Linked DNA regions of Sus scrofa: region 2 is linked to region 1. Evidence: chromatin contacts called from public HiChIP or PLAC-seq data. All regions are on one chromosome and are shown on one strand. Each heading gives the region's core, a stretch centred on a gene start, on an enhancer-like site or on the middle of the called end of the contact. The rest is flanking DNA. Distances are from core to core; before and after follow the strand shown.

Evidence for each region. HiChIP or PLAC-seq counts read pairs in DNA pulled down with a chosen protein or histone mark.
Region 2: a contact with region 1 is called in an H3K27ac HiChIP or PLAC-seq map of alveolar macrophages. The contact joins two enhancer-like sites. A contact is called at or near these places in 1 of 47 Hi-C or Micro-C datasets (embryonic fibroblasts) and 1 of 2 datasets of contacts at active chromatin or transcription factors (alveolar macrophages).

The regions. Positions count from the first base shown.
Region 1 is chr6:165,437,646-165,444,499 of Sscrofa11.1, forward strand. The region is part of intron 6 of MAST2 (microtubule-associated serine/threonine-protein kinase 2); the gene reads right to left. Among named protein-coding and RNA genes, the nearest start is that of MAST2, 180 kb to the right of the region's middle. Within about 2 kb of position 4,441, at least 14 of the 83 cell types and tissues checked have an H3K27ac peak or open chromatin away from gene starts, as enhancers often do. A contact at or near this core is called in alveolar macrophages, where this site is marked.
Region 2 is chr6:165,606,511-165,613,775 of Sscrofa11.1, forward strand. The region is part of intron 1 of MAST2 (microtubule-associated serine/threonine-protein kinase 2); the gene reads right to left. Among named protein-coding and RNA genes, the nearest start is that of MAST2, 9.9 kb to the right of the region's middle. Within about 2 kb of position 4,706, at least 3 of the 83 cell types and tissues checked have an H3K27ac peak or open chromatin away from gene starts, as enhancers often do. A contact at or near this core is called in alveolar macrophages, where this site is marked.

The DNA.
Region 1 (6,854 bases), core at 3,191-5,690:
GAGCCCTGGTGAGGTGCACAACCCTACGCGGTAGATCTGCTCTCAACCTAGTACCCACTCTGGGTTTCTCGTACTTGGGGTCCAGGCTACTGCCTACAAGCTGCTTCCACCTCCTGGCTAGCACATGCCAGCAGGGTGTGGGAAAAGTGATGAGGAGGAGCTGTCTCCTTGGGCAGGACTTGAAAGAACCAAAGAGTTCCTTATATGGCCCAGTGGGCTAAGAACCTGACTAGTGTCCATGAGGATTTGGGTTTGATCCCTGGCCTCGATCAATGGGTTAAGGATCCAGCGTTGCCACAAGCTGTGGCATAGATGACGAATGTGGCCTCATTCCTCCGTTGCTGGGGCTGTGGCTATGCCGGCAGCTGCAGCTGATTTGACCCCCAGGCTGGGAACTTACATATGCCGAAGGTGCAGCCCTAAAAAAAAAGAAAAGAACCAGCCAAAAAAAGAGACTTGTGAGGTCTGGGAGGGTCCCACATGTAAAACTTTCAGTGCCTGCTCTCCATGGAGTCTAGATAAAAAAAAATAAAAAATAAAATCTGCAAAAATCAATCAGTAAACCCCACTATATTAACAGGCCAACAAAGAAAAACCATTATATCATCACATTGGACACAAAAAAGCATTTGACAAAAATTCAGTAACCAGTAACCTAGTTTCAAATATTACAAATTCAGTTAACCAACAACCTAATTTTCTCCAAACTAGGAACAGAAGAAAACATTCTTAAATTGTTAAGCGGCATCTACGACAAAGCTATAGTTAACATTTCCTTAATGGTGAAGACAGAATGCTCTACGATCAGAAATGAGGCAAGGATGCTAATGCTATAGCTGTTCCCATTCAGAGCTATACTGGAGGCCCTAGTGAATGAAATAAGGCAATAAAGAGAATAAAAATCACCTCGATTGGAAAGGAAGAAATAAAACTGTATTTATTCATAGATTGTTTATGTGACAGAATCTATAATAATGTTCCTCAAAACAGGCAATTTTAGCAAGGCTGCAGGATATAAGGTCAACATACAAAAATCTATTGTATTTCCACATGTTAGCAATAACCAGAAATTGCAAATAAAAATGATACCATTTACTGCATTAAAAATACGGAATGCTTAAGAGGTAAACCTGAAAAAGATGCATCAGAGCTATACAAATCAGGGTCAAGAGAAATTAAAGACGGTCTGAATAAATAGGGAAATATCCCATGTGTAAGAAGATTCAGGACTGCCAAGACGCCAGTTTTCCCTTAACTGATGGACGGGTTCAGAATAATCCAAATCAAAATCCCAGCTGCCTTGAAAAAAGTTAAGACTCTTTCTGGAGCAGTTTTAGGTGTATAGCAAAAATGAGCAGAAGGTACAGAGATGTTCTCTGTATGGCCTGCCTCACGCACGCACACCCTTCCCGCCGGCTGCCTTTGGGACAAGCTGCTTTTAAAATTCACTCGGAAAAGCAAAGGACAAGAAGCCAGACCAGAAAAAGAGTCCATACCATGCGAATCCAATTAGACTAAAATTCTATAAAATTCAGACTAATCTGTAAGGGACAGAACGCAGATCAATGGTTGCCTGGAGGCGGAAGGAGCTGTAAATGGACACGTGGGGACTGTGGGCCACGATGGATATAGGTACCGTTTCAGTAGTGGTACTCATTCCACAAAATTATCAAAATGTATGCTTTAAAACAAATATTTAAAAATGAAAATGTGTTTAGTTCATTCATGTTATACCATTTTTCACTCTTTTTGAGTGAAGATGGTTCACGTTTTTAGAAATCTTAGGTCTTCCACAGTTGGGTTTTTAAATTTAGATTTTGTGATTGGTTTTACTATAGATGGAAAATAAACCTCACCAAGACGCATAGCTTCCAATCAAAGAAGTGTATTAATGGCTCTGTTTTTTAGATCATGATACTTGGTGTTTTTTTTCGTTTACAGCCGCACCGCAGTGCAGCATACAGAAGTTCCCGGGCCAGGGATCCAATCTGAGCTGGAGCTGCGACCCACTGCCGCCGTAATGCCAGATCCTCAACCCACAGAGCCGGTCCGGGATCAAGCCAGCATCCTCCACAGAGACAAGCTGCATGATTAGCCCTTGCCTCGGAGCAGAAACCCCATCATGCTACTCGTCTTTCAGTTCCACCCAGAGGGCGATAAAAAATTTCTACCTTCTGTGACATTCAGCAGTTTTTCTTGGAAACTAATGGAAAGACGCATCTTTTTTTTTAAACAAGTGGTTCAAAATCTATTGAACTTGGAAGGTAAGGATATTCTATTTCCAATGTTTTTAAAAAATGGTAATTTACCTGTTTCAATAGGTGGCATCATTTTGGTCAATAAAAACACATACAGATGGGAACCTTTCAAAATATCCATTTTCAAAATGCTCTCTCTCTGGCACAAACGTCTTTCAAAATGCAGCCACTTTTTCATTCATTGTTAAAATGTCACTTTCACCCTGAAGGAAGAGACCAAGGGTATTTGCCTTCCCCGACCCTCTCAAATATCTCCTAGGCAGTATCCTACTAAAAATCATTTGTTAGCACAAAAAAGGTCAGCAAATTTGGAACACTTCGACATTTTTAAAAGGAAACTGCATTACATCACTTAGTCTAACCTTTTAAGTAACTTGCCACGAGACAACCAGTAAATTTCCCTCTTATACCCAATTTTCCAAAAGTCCCTCAACACCATTTCAGAAGGAATTGTAGCAATTCGCCTGTGAGCTGTGGCATGCGGCAGCGCGCCGAGGGAACGACGGACTGCGGGTGTACAGTGGAACACCACACGGTGTCCGTGATGTTAGGTACAAATTCAGACACAGTCTGACAAATGGATCTAATGAGTACAGCAAAGCTTGTGGGGGTTTTCTGGGGTCTTTTTAGGGCTGTACCCGTGGCATGTGAAAGTTCCCAGGGAGTTCCTGTCGTGGTGCAGCGGAAATGAACCCGACTAGGAGCCATGAGGTTGCAGGTTTGATCCCTGGCCTCGCTCCGTGGGTTAAGGATTCAGCATTGCCGTGAGCTGTGGTGTAGGTCGCAGATGTGGCTCAGATCTGGGGTTGCTGTGGCTGTGGTGTAGGCCAGCAGCTGTAGCTCCAATTCGACCCTTAGCCTGGGAACCTCCATATCCCGAGGGTACAGCCCTTAAAAAAAAAAAAAAAAAAAGTTCCCAGGCTAGGAGTCAAATCAAAGCTGAAGTGGCCGGCCTACCCCACAGACACAGCAACGGCAGATCCTGCTTAATCCATAAGCCTGCATCTCCATGAATGCTAGTTGGGTTTGTTACTACTGAGCCACAATGGGAACTCCCTAGTAAAGCTTAATTTAATCATCATTTTTCATGATAAAAAGTAAGCAGTTTTTATATTTTCCCCTCACACCCAAGTACATCAGCTTTTAGAGAACCACTGTGGTGAATGCTGCTATTTGAAAATTCTAAGTAGTAGAAAGGTACAAAGCAATCAGAAAAAATGCCCAGCTTTGGAGTTCCCACTGTGGCACAGCAGAAACGAACCTGACTAGGAACCATGAGGTTGTGGGTTCAATCCCTGGCCCTGCTCAGTGGGTTAAGGATCTGGCGTTGCTGTGAGCTGTGGTATAGGTTGCAGTCGCAGCTCAGATGCCGTGTTGCTATGGCTGTGGCGTAGGCCGGCAGCTACAGCTTCGATTCGACCCCTAGCCTGGGAACCTCCATATGCCGCAGGTGCGGCCCTAAAAGGCAAAAAAAAAAAAAGTCCAGCTTCAAAATTTCATAGACTGAGTAGAAAGAGGAAAGGAATTAGGGGGTTTCTTCATTAAGTCAGTCAAAGGCAAGGTGATTAAGGACTTCAGAAAGCCATAGTAAAGTCAGACCGCATTCGCCCAGAATTAGTTTATAACAGCTTCTGCATAAAAGGCGTCTTCTGAGTCTTAATAACTGAGTATGTCCTCTTTCCCCTCTGCCTGTTTTCAAACCCTTGATGGCATCTACCAGAATTAAGGGCAACACATGGTACATCTTTATTCCAGTGTCAGGGAGGTAAGTACTTGCTACTTCGTCGGTTATTGAGATTTATACATTTGCTCACTAGAATGTTCTAGAGCTGGTTCACAATTCCACGTCTAATATACCAAATATGGCCAACATCAGAGAGAGGAATCTGGCTTCCAAGTTATGGGGCAGTTGCCAGAACAGAGCCAAAAACAGATCTGTATGTGTGTGATTATAATCTTTGGCAAAAAGCGTCTGTGATTCAGGAGTAAATAATGATGCATTCCTACTACCTGGAAGCTGATGACATAACAGATTATAAAAGCATTCCTCCCAACAGGTCAGGCTCCAAAACAGTTTTCCAAAGGTACTCTTCTGACACTAACTAGGTGTACTGCAATTCAGTTCCGACACCAACCACACGGAGTTAGCACAGAACCAACAGGTTAAGGGCAAAGTCCTTAACGAGTCTGCCTCACTTCCTGCTTCAGCCATAAAACGTGGGAGGAGGGAGGTGCTTGTACTTCTGACCTACAGTGATTATAAATTCAGAGGTTTCCAGCTGCAATAATTCACTAGAATGACTCACAGAACGCAGAAAGTGTTCTATGTATCATTACAGTTTTACTAGAAAGTGTGTACAGGGGTGAAGTTGGGAATGAATGCAGAGCTGCTGTGCCCCCTCCTTGTAGAATCTAGACCCCTGGCCTCCCAGTACATAAATGTGTTCACCAACCAGGAAACTCTGCTCTGAGCTTCAGTGTCTACAGTTTTCATGGGAGTTCCCCCTACCGCATAACTCATTAAATCACCGGCAACACAAGTGAACTCAATCTCCAGCTCCTGTCTCCTCCCCAGGAGGTTGGGCTGGACAAAAGCCCCAATTTTCTAATCATGTGGTTGGTTTTCCTGGTGACCAGCCACCATTCTGACGCTACAGGGGGCCACCATGCGTTGCCTCAGCAGCAGTCACAAAGACGCGATCACTCAGGAAGTTCCAAGGTTTCTAGAAGCTCTGCGACAGGAACCTGGGATTAAGACCAGGGAAACTGTTCATCATACAGAAACTGTGGCTGAAGAAGTCTATGCTGCCTTTATTGTCTTTTCTCTATTTTTCCAACAGTCCTTTTACCAAGAGGCCAAACACTACTACTGTGAAGACCGTGACAATAAAATCAATAATTGGAATTGGTCGTCTTTTGAAGGAAGATCAGGATGGTAGAATAGTAACATTTTGAAGAAAATATCTAAGTTGACCCTTCTTACTGACTTAATAGTCACAAGTTCTGACCCCAGAAAAATCCTATCATTGAAAAGAACTTTTCCTTAAAAACAGCTAGAAATAGGAGTTCCCGTCGTGGCGCAGTGGTTAACGAATCCGACTAGGAACCATGAGGTTGCGGGTTTGGTCCCTGCCCTTGCTCAGTGGGTTAACGATCCAGCGTTGCCGTGAGCTGTGGTGTAGGTTGCAGACGAGGCTCGGATCCCGCGTTGCTGTGGCTCTGGCGTAGGCTGGTGGCTACAGCTCCGATTCAACCCCTAGCCAGGGAACCTCCATATGCCGCAGGAGCGGCCCAAGAAATAGCAACAACAACAACAACAACAACAAAAGACAAAAAAAAAAAAAAAAACAAAAAAAAAACAGCTAGCAATAGCTCAACAGGACAAAAAATCTAGTAGAAAACCTAGCAACCCGGAAAAAGCAGACCTTCTCAACTCTACCAAGCAGTTTAACGGTTGAAAAGAAACAGTTCAAAGACAAATAATCATCCATCCCAGAGACACAAATTATAACAACACATATAAACAAACAGAACAGGGAGCAGTCAGTTGACCTTTAACCAGCTGCTTCATTTCCAGGTTTAACTGGCTATAAAGAAACACGATTATATAGCAAGCGCTTGCATAAATACCATCCAGGTTAACAACAGGTCATCTTCCCATCCAAACTCCTCCCCACCCCAGCAAACGTAATCACTGCCCTGACTTTTACAGCAATCACTTCCTTATAGCTTTACCAACTAAGTATGTATCTCTAGATACTTTAGTTTTTCAATTTAAAAAACTGAGATACAGGAGTTCCCATGGTGGCACACCGGAAAGTAATCCAATTAGTAACCGTGAGGTTACCGGTTCGATCCCTGGCCTTGCTCAGTGGGTTAAGGATGTGGTGTTGCCATGAGCAGTGGTGTAGGTCGCAGACATGGCTCGGATCCCGCATTGCTGTGGCTGTGGCGTAGGCCAGCAGCTGTAGTTCCGTTTGGACCCCTAACCTTGGAATCTCTATATGCCATGGGTGCTGCTCTAAAAAAATAAAAAGTTGAGATATAATCCACACACCATAAAATTCGCCACTGTAACGTGCACAGTGTGGCCGTTTTAGCGTATTGGCGCAGTTTTGCAACCAGCACCACTACCTATTTCCAGAGCATTTCTTTATCACTCAAAAAAGAAACGACCTGTTAGCAGTCACTCCTCACACTCCCTCCCGAAGGCCCTGGCGACCACTGACCCTTCTGTTCCTGTGGAATTGCCTATCCGGGACATTTTCTAGAAATGGAATCACAAAATATGTGACCTTTTGTGCTCCAGTTTATCTATTTTCAAACTTTACCTGAGAAAGCGCCAGACCGTTTTTTTCAAACAATTTATAGTTCCACCAGTGGTACTTAAGTATTCGTAGTGTTTCGCATACCTATCTATACTTGGTTTTATTTTAATTTAAGCCATGTTTGATGGTCATATAATGGTATTTCGCTGTGATTTTATTTTGCATTTCCAGAGATACCAATGAGATTAAAGTATCTTGTATGGAGTTCCCGTCGTGGCGCAGTGGTTAACAAATCCGACTAGGAACCATGAGGTTGCGGGTTCGGTCC
Region 2 (7,265 bases), core at 3,456-5,955, 170 kb after region 1:
ATCTGAGCCACAGCTTGCGGCAGCACCAGATTCTTAACCCACTGAGCGAAGCCGGAGATGGAACCTGCATCCTTACCCAAATCTTATGCCGGGTTCTTAACCCACTGACCTGCAATGGGAACTCCACATATCTAGTTTTTAAAAATGGGCAAGATACCAAGCAACAAACTCTTAATAAAGACTGTAGATGTGTTAACCGTTAAATAAATCAATAAATTACTTACAAAGGACATTAAAAACGGGCAAGATTTTTAATGAGACCCTACTGCAGAGCATGGGAAAACCTACTCAATAGTTTGTAATAACCCATATGGGAAAAAAGAATGGATATATTTACATGTATGATTAATTCACTTTGCTGTACATCTGAAACTAATACATTATCCGCCAACTATATTCCAATGAAATTAAATTTTTAAAAATGTCTTAGATACAAATTTATAGAGAAATATAAGGAAATGATTACTTAAGTAAGGAGAGCGATTACCTCTGGAGGGAGGGAGGGGACTGGAACTGGAACGGGGCCCAGGGAGAGGAGTTTTGAGAACGGCTGGCAAAATTCTTTTTCTTCACCTGGGTAACAGTTATGAGGGTGTTTCATCTTATAATAATTCGTTGAACTACACGTTTGTTTTTACTGCTTTTCTACTTATCATATTTTACAATAAACAAGTTAAATAGGAAAAAAGGAGTAAAGAAAGAAAAACTGCAAAACTAGGGGTCTGCTACAAAAGTAAGGGAATATCTTGCTACACATAAAAATACCACAGTGACAAAAAATAAAAACATAGAACAAACATTTAGGGAGGTCCAACTGAAAGTAGTCATTTAAAATCTTGATTTAGGAGTTCCCGTCGTGGCGCAGTGGTTAACAAATCCGACTAGGAACCATGAAGTTGCAGGTTCGGTCCCTGCCCTTGCTCAGTGGGTTAACGAGCCGACGTTGCCGTGAGCTGTGGTGTAGGTTGCAGACGCGGCTCGGATCCCGCGTTGCTGTGGCTCTGGCGTAGGCTGGCAGCTACAGCTCCGACTGCACCCCTAGCCTGGGAACCTCCATATGCAGCGGGAGCGGCCCAAGAAATAGCAAAATGACAAAATAAATAAATAAATAAATAAATAAATAAATAAATAAAACCTTGATTTAACTACAAAAACAACACTGTAAAATAGACATTCTTATCTTCCTTCAAATTCAAACCTACTAAACTACTAAGAGAATTCAAACCTAGACCAAAGTATGCTTCTCCTCTGTAGTCTACTTAAATGACATTGATAAAGAACTCACATCAGTAAGAAAAGTAAAAATAGTCTATAATAAAAACATGAAAGCACATAAGTAAGGAAATCACAGAAAAAATTTTCAAAAAACCCCAATAAATCTACAAAGATTAACTTCACTAATAATCAAGGAAATGTATTTAAAGCATTGAGATGCCATCTAAACACAGCAAATTAACAAAAAGTAATAACCTGATAACACCAAGGGTTGGCAAGGACAGAGGGAAACATCCCAGGTCAAAGTACATATTGATACAATCACTGTAGAAAGTAATCTGGTAATAATATCCAGCAAGAGAAACTCTTGCATATGTACACAAGGATATTTACCTCTAATATGGAAAATGGAAATAACCCAACTGTTTATATATTATACAAATTATTTATTCAAAGGAACGCTACAGGAGTTTCTGTGGTAGTTCAGCGGCAACGAGCCTAACTAGGATCCATGAGGATGCGGGTTTGATCCCTGGCCACTCAGTGGGTCAAGGATCCGGCGTTGCCATGAGCTGTGGTGTAGGTCGCAGACACGACTCGAATCCCTCATTGCTGCGGCTCTAGCATAGGCCAGTGGCTACGGCTCTGATTAGACCCCTAGCCTGGGAATCTCCATATGTCACAGGAGCAGCCCTGGAAAAGGCAAAAAGACGAGAAAAAAAAAAAGGTTTGCTGACTCATGACATAATTCTCATAATTCTCAAAAACAATGTTGAGTAAAATAAGGTAAGAGAGCAAAAGGATATACATAATAACACACAATTTATATAAAATTTAAAAGCAAATATTCCGGAGTTCCCATCATGGCTCAGAGGTTAGCAAACCCAGCTAAGCATCCATGAGGCCTCGGGTTTGATCCCTAGCATCGCTCAGTGGGTTAAGGATCTGGCGTTGCTGTGAGCTGTGGTGTAGGTCGCAGACACGGCGGCTCGGACCCTGAGTTGCCGTGGCTCTGGTGTAGGTCAGCGATTACAGCTGTGATTGGACCCCTAGCTTGGGAACCTCCATACGCCTTGGGTGTGGCCCTAAAAAGACAAAAAACAAAAAAAACGCAAATATTCCCACATCTTGCTTATGGATAAATATCTTTAGTAATGAATTTTTTTTCCACTAACGCAATAGTTTAATATACACCATCTTCAGAACAGTGATTTCCTCCTGGGGAAGAGAGAAGTTTTGCACAAAATCATAAAGCCAATGAAAGCACAGAAATATGAAACTAATCTTAATTCCCAACCTATAAACCCCAGTTTATCTCTCTAAAATAATTTGATAGTTAAAATGAAAGCATCTTCAACTTTTTTTTTTTTTTTTGGCTGTGCTGGCAGCATACAAAAATTCCAAGGCCAACTCTGAACCATGCCACAAGCTGCAGAGACCCAAGCTGCAGCAGTGACAATGCCAGATCCTTACCTGCTGAGCCAGCAGGGAACTCCAAAGCATCTTCAATGTTTTAAGAGCACAGGCTCTAGAGCCAAGGCTCTTTTGGGCTCTATCACTTACCACCTGGAGGACCTTGAAAAAGGACAACAGGATGCTTACATGCAAAAGCATGAAATTACTCTCTCTTTTAGTCACATTAATACTAAAATTAGCTCAAAAAGGATAAAACACCTAAATATAAAGGCTAAAACCATTAAACGGGTAAAAAAAAAAAATGAGTAAATGTTCATGGATTTAGCAACGGTTTCTTAGGTAAGAGAAATCACAAGCAACAAACCAAAAATATAGGTAAATTGTATTTCATCAAAAATTTTAAAATGTGTGTATCAAAGAAAGTGAAAGACAATCCACTGAATGGGAGAAAATATATGCAAATCATTCTGATAAGAATCCAGCATTCAGAATAAATACAGAACTGTTACAATTCAACAATAAGCAACCCAATTTAAAAATTGGCAGAGGAGTCTCTCCTAGGGATGACTTGAGCCCTGCCCCTTGATGGGAAAATCAGAACCTGTAGAATCTTATTTGCAATTGAAAGGAAAAAAAAGGCAAAGGGTTGGAATAGACATTTCTAGGAAGAAGATATGCAAATGGTCAACAACCAATAAAAAGATGCTCAACATCATTAACCTACAGGGAAATGCAAATAAAAAACACAAAGAGATGTCATTTACATCCAGTAGAATGACCACATTTTTTTAAATTGGCAAATAACAAGTGTTAGCCAGGTAAGGGACAGCTGGAAGCCTGTAAATTGCCGGTGGGACTGTCAGAATGGTACACTCATTGTGGAAAACAGTTTGTCAGTTCCTCAGTAAGTTCAACAGAGTATTATCATATGACCCAGCAATTCCACTCCTGTATACAGAAACAAAAAACTGAAAAACAGGTGTACAAACAAAACTTATACACACATGCTCATAGCAGCACTATCGCAATCTCCAAAAGGTATAAAGAACCCAAATGTCCATCAGTTGAATAAACAAAATGCTGTATATCCATATAATGGAATACTACTCAACCATAAAAAGGAATGATATATGATGATACACGCTACACTGTGAACAGATCTCAAAAACATGTACGAAAAAAGCCAGACATAAAAGGCCGCATATCATACGATTTCATTTATATGAAATGTCCACAGTCCATAGAGACAGAAAACAGGTTAGCGGTTGCCAGGGACCAGGGGAAGGAGGAAATGGGGAGTGACTTCTGGAGTGATGAAAATGTTCTGGAATTAGGTGGTGGGGAAGGTTGTACATCCGAATGCACTGAATGTCACTAACCGTAAATTTTATGTTAAATGTATTTTACCATAATTTAAGAAGTCGAAGCATATATAGAGGTAGGCTTTCTAAAGGGCCATACTTCCTTCCAGAAGCCTACTAAAGTGAGAACAAGGAGTTCTCTTGTGGCACAGCCAATAAAGGATTGGGAGTCATTACTGCTGTGGCAAGGGTTCAGTCCTTGGCCCAGAAACGTCCACATGCTGCAGGTGCAGTCAAAAATAAAATAAGGTAAGAAGAGCTAAAACCCAGTCACCTTCCTCTCTGGCTTCTCTGGGCTTCCTTGTGGCTTTTTTCCTCTTCCACAGGCTGGACTGACAAAGCGAGAAACTCCTACAGACAGCTCTCACCGGCCACCAGGACCTGCGAGAGCGGGGTCTGCCATGGACAGAGGAAAACAAGCTTTTCCAGATCTCCTAGGTCTTCCTGGGAAAAGGCCTTTACATGCATTCAAAACAGTGACTAACTACCCCAAACCCTGTGGGCCTCTAAAGAATGAAGGTTCTAGGTGATCTACACCCAAAATAAGAGGATTTCCAACACAGTCCTAGTGTGGACTGTGTCAGGGTTGGAGGGCTGTGGACTAGCTGGATAGCGACCAAACCTCCCCCCTGGGCACAATCGAAAAGACCTGCCCTCCAGCAGCTACGCTAGGCCTTGTGACTCAATTCTGACAACGGAATAGGGCTAAGTGATTAAGCCATTTCCAAGTCTGGCCCATCAGCCACTCCCACAAGATCCCCCACTTGCCGCCTCAGGGGACCTTGGAAGCCGTGTGTAGAAAATGGTAGCGCTTCCATTAGTCTGGGTCCTTTCAAATGTATTTGTTATAGCAACTAGTGTTCTCAGATAAAAAAGGCTACCAACATGAGAGCTAGTAATAAAATGTCCCTTTCTCTTACTGGTCAAAGGCAGGACTCAGATTCCCTGGGGTCATCTAGAAAAAAATCATCTTGATATCACCTCTTTGAAATAACTTAAAGACTTTTTAAAAATTAATACCAACAATTTGAAAGCTCTGTTGTCATTAAAGCATTCCTGCAGGCCTGTAATAGTCATGAAAATTAGAAGGTCTGACATTACGGTATTACCTCTGCTTTGATGAAATACAGGCAGAGAAACTATGTGGCTTGTTAATCTCCCAACAAATTAAAGGTTAAAGAATTTGTGCATCTGCTACTCAGGTTCACCCCAGGAAGTATTTTATTACATTAAAGTTGGTACAACTAAAATGATATCACAGAATTTTAAAATGTGGTTTCCTTGGCCTGATTTTGCTCTTAATTACATTCTAAAACCTAGGGAGACTATAATATCGTCTAAGCCAGTTACTTAATAAAGAAAACCATAAGTTTCCCTAAAGGGAAAAGCACCAATTAAAGCCATCTTTCCAAGCTGAACAAAGTAAAAGAACAGCTCAATAACACCAACACATCAAAGATCAAGCCCTATCTTTCTCGATTACATTTATTTCTAAAACCAGATGAAAACACAGAAAAATACGAACTCTAAGCTCACACATTTATGTATGCACCATAAAATATGATAATTAACCATTATTGAGCACTGATTGTTATCAGGCTTTGTAAAAAGTACTTTACATGGATTAATTTATTAATTCTAACAACAACCCTATAAAATTGGGCATGACAGCATCTCCATCACACACATGTGGGATAATTAAAGCTCAGAGAACTCAAGTAACATGCAACAGGTCACAGAGTTGGAATCTGAGGTCAGAATGACTTATTCACTACACCAACCCTTCTCATTCACTCAAGAAGTATTTATTTAGTACCTCCTATACACAATTCTAGAAGCTGGAATATAGCAGTGAGGAAAAAAACGACCCAATTTCCTACCCTCATGAACCATATATTCTAATGTGGGAAATGACAATAAACAACAAATATGTGATAGTAACAGGTGAATAAAGGACATGACTGAAAAGCGGGAAAGGGAATGACCAGTATTAGTTTAAAGACACTGAACAAGGAGTTCCCTGGTGACCTAGTGGTTGACTCAGTGTTGTCACTGCCCTGGCTCAGGTTCCATCCCTGGCCTGGGAACTTCTGTGTGCCATAGGCGCAGCCAAAAATAAAGAAGCCTCTCTGAAGAGGTGATATCCGAACAGAGACCTGAATGGGACAGGAGGCCAGCCTATGGATGCATCTGGAAAAAGAACACCTCAGTAGAGAAGTCCTCAAAGGATCATTTTTAAAACGTCCTCACGCAGGAGCGTGCTTAACATACGTGGAGACCAGGAAGGCAGCCAGTGTAACCAGAGCTCGGTGCCAAGAGGAATAGAAGAGAACGAGGTTGGCAAAGGCGAAGAGGTGGACCGTGCGGAATCTTACAGGACAAAACTAGCACTTTGGATTTTGACGGATTGTGATGGAAAGCCACTGCAGGGTTTTGAGCAGGGGGTGACAAACTTTGATTTTAGCTTAAAGGACGATTTCGATCTTGCTGTATGCAAATTATCATGGGTGCGGAGAGGAGGAGAAGAGCAGAAGCAGGAAGACAGGAGACAGTTATAGAAAGCCATGAAAGATGACAAGCTAAGAGTTCCCACTGTGTCTCAGCAGGTTAAGAACCCAAATGGTCTCCATGAGGATGCGGTTCAATCCCTGGCCTCACTCAGTGGGTTAAGGATCCAGAGTTGCTGCAAGCCCAGGCAGAGGTTGAAGATGTGGGTCGGATCCAGTGTTGCTTCGGCTATGGCAGAGGCCTCAGCTGCAGCTCGAATTAACCCCTAGCCTGGGAACTTCCATATACCACAGGTGTGGTGGGAAAAAGAATGAAAGATGACAGGCTAACATTAGGGCAGTGACAGAGCTAACGGCAAGGTTTCATGAAAGGCGAAATGTATCACCAATCACATCCGATGGGCTGAATGTGGAAAATGAAGTTAAGAAACCAATCAGGAGTTCCCATCACGGCACAGCAGAAACGAATCCGACCAGGAACCACGAGGTTGTGGGTTCAATCCCTGGCCTTGATCAGTGGGTTAGGGATCTGCTGTTGCTGTGAGCTGTGGTGTAGGCCGGGAGCTGTAGCTCTGATTCAACCCCTAGCCTGGGAACCTCCACATGCCGCGGGTGTGGCCCTCAAAAGACAAAAGACAAAAAAGAAAAAAAGAAAAAGAAAAGAATCAAGGCGTTCTCTGGTGGCAGAGCAGGTTGGGTTAAGGATATGGCATTATCACTGCAGCAGCCTGGGTCACCGCCATGGTGTGGGTTCAATTCCTGCGGG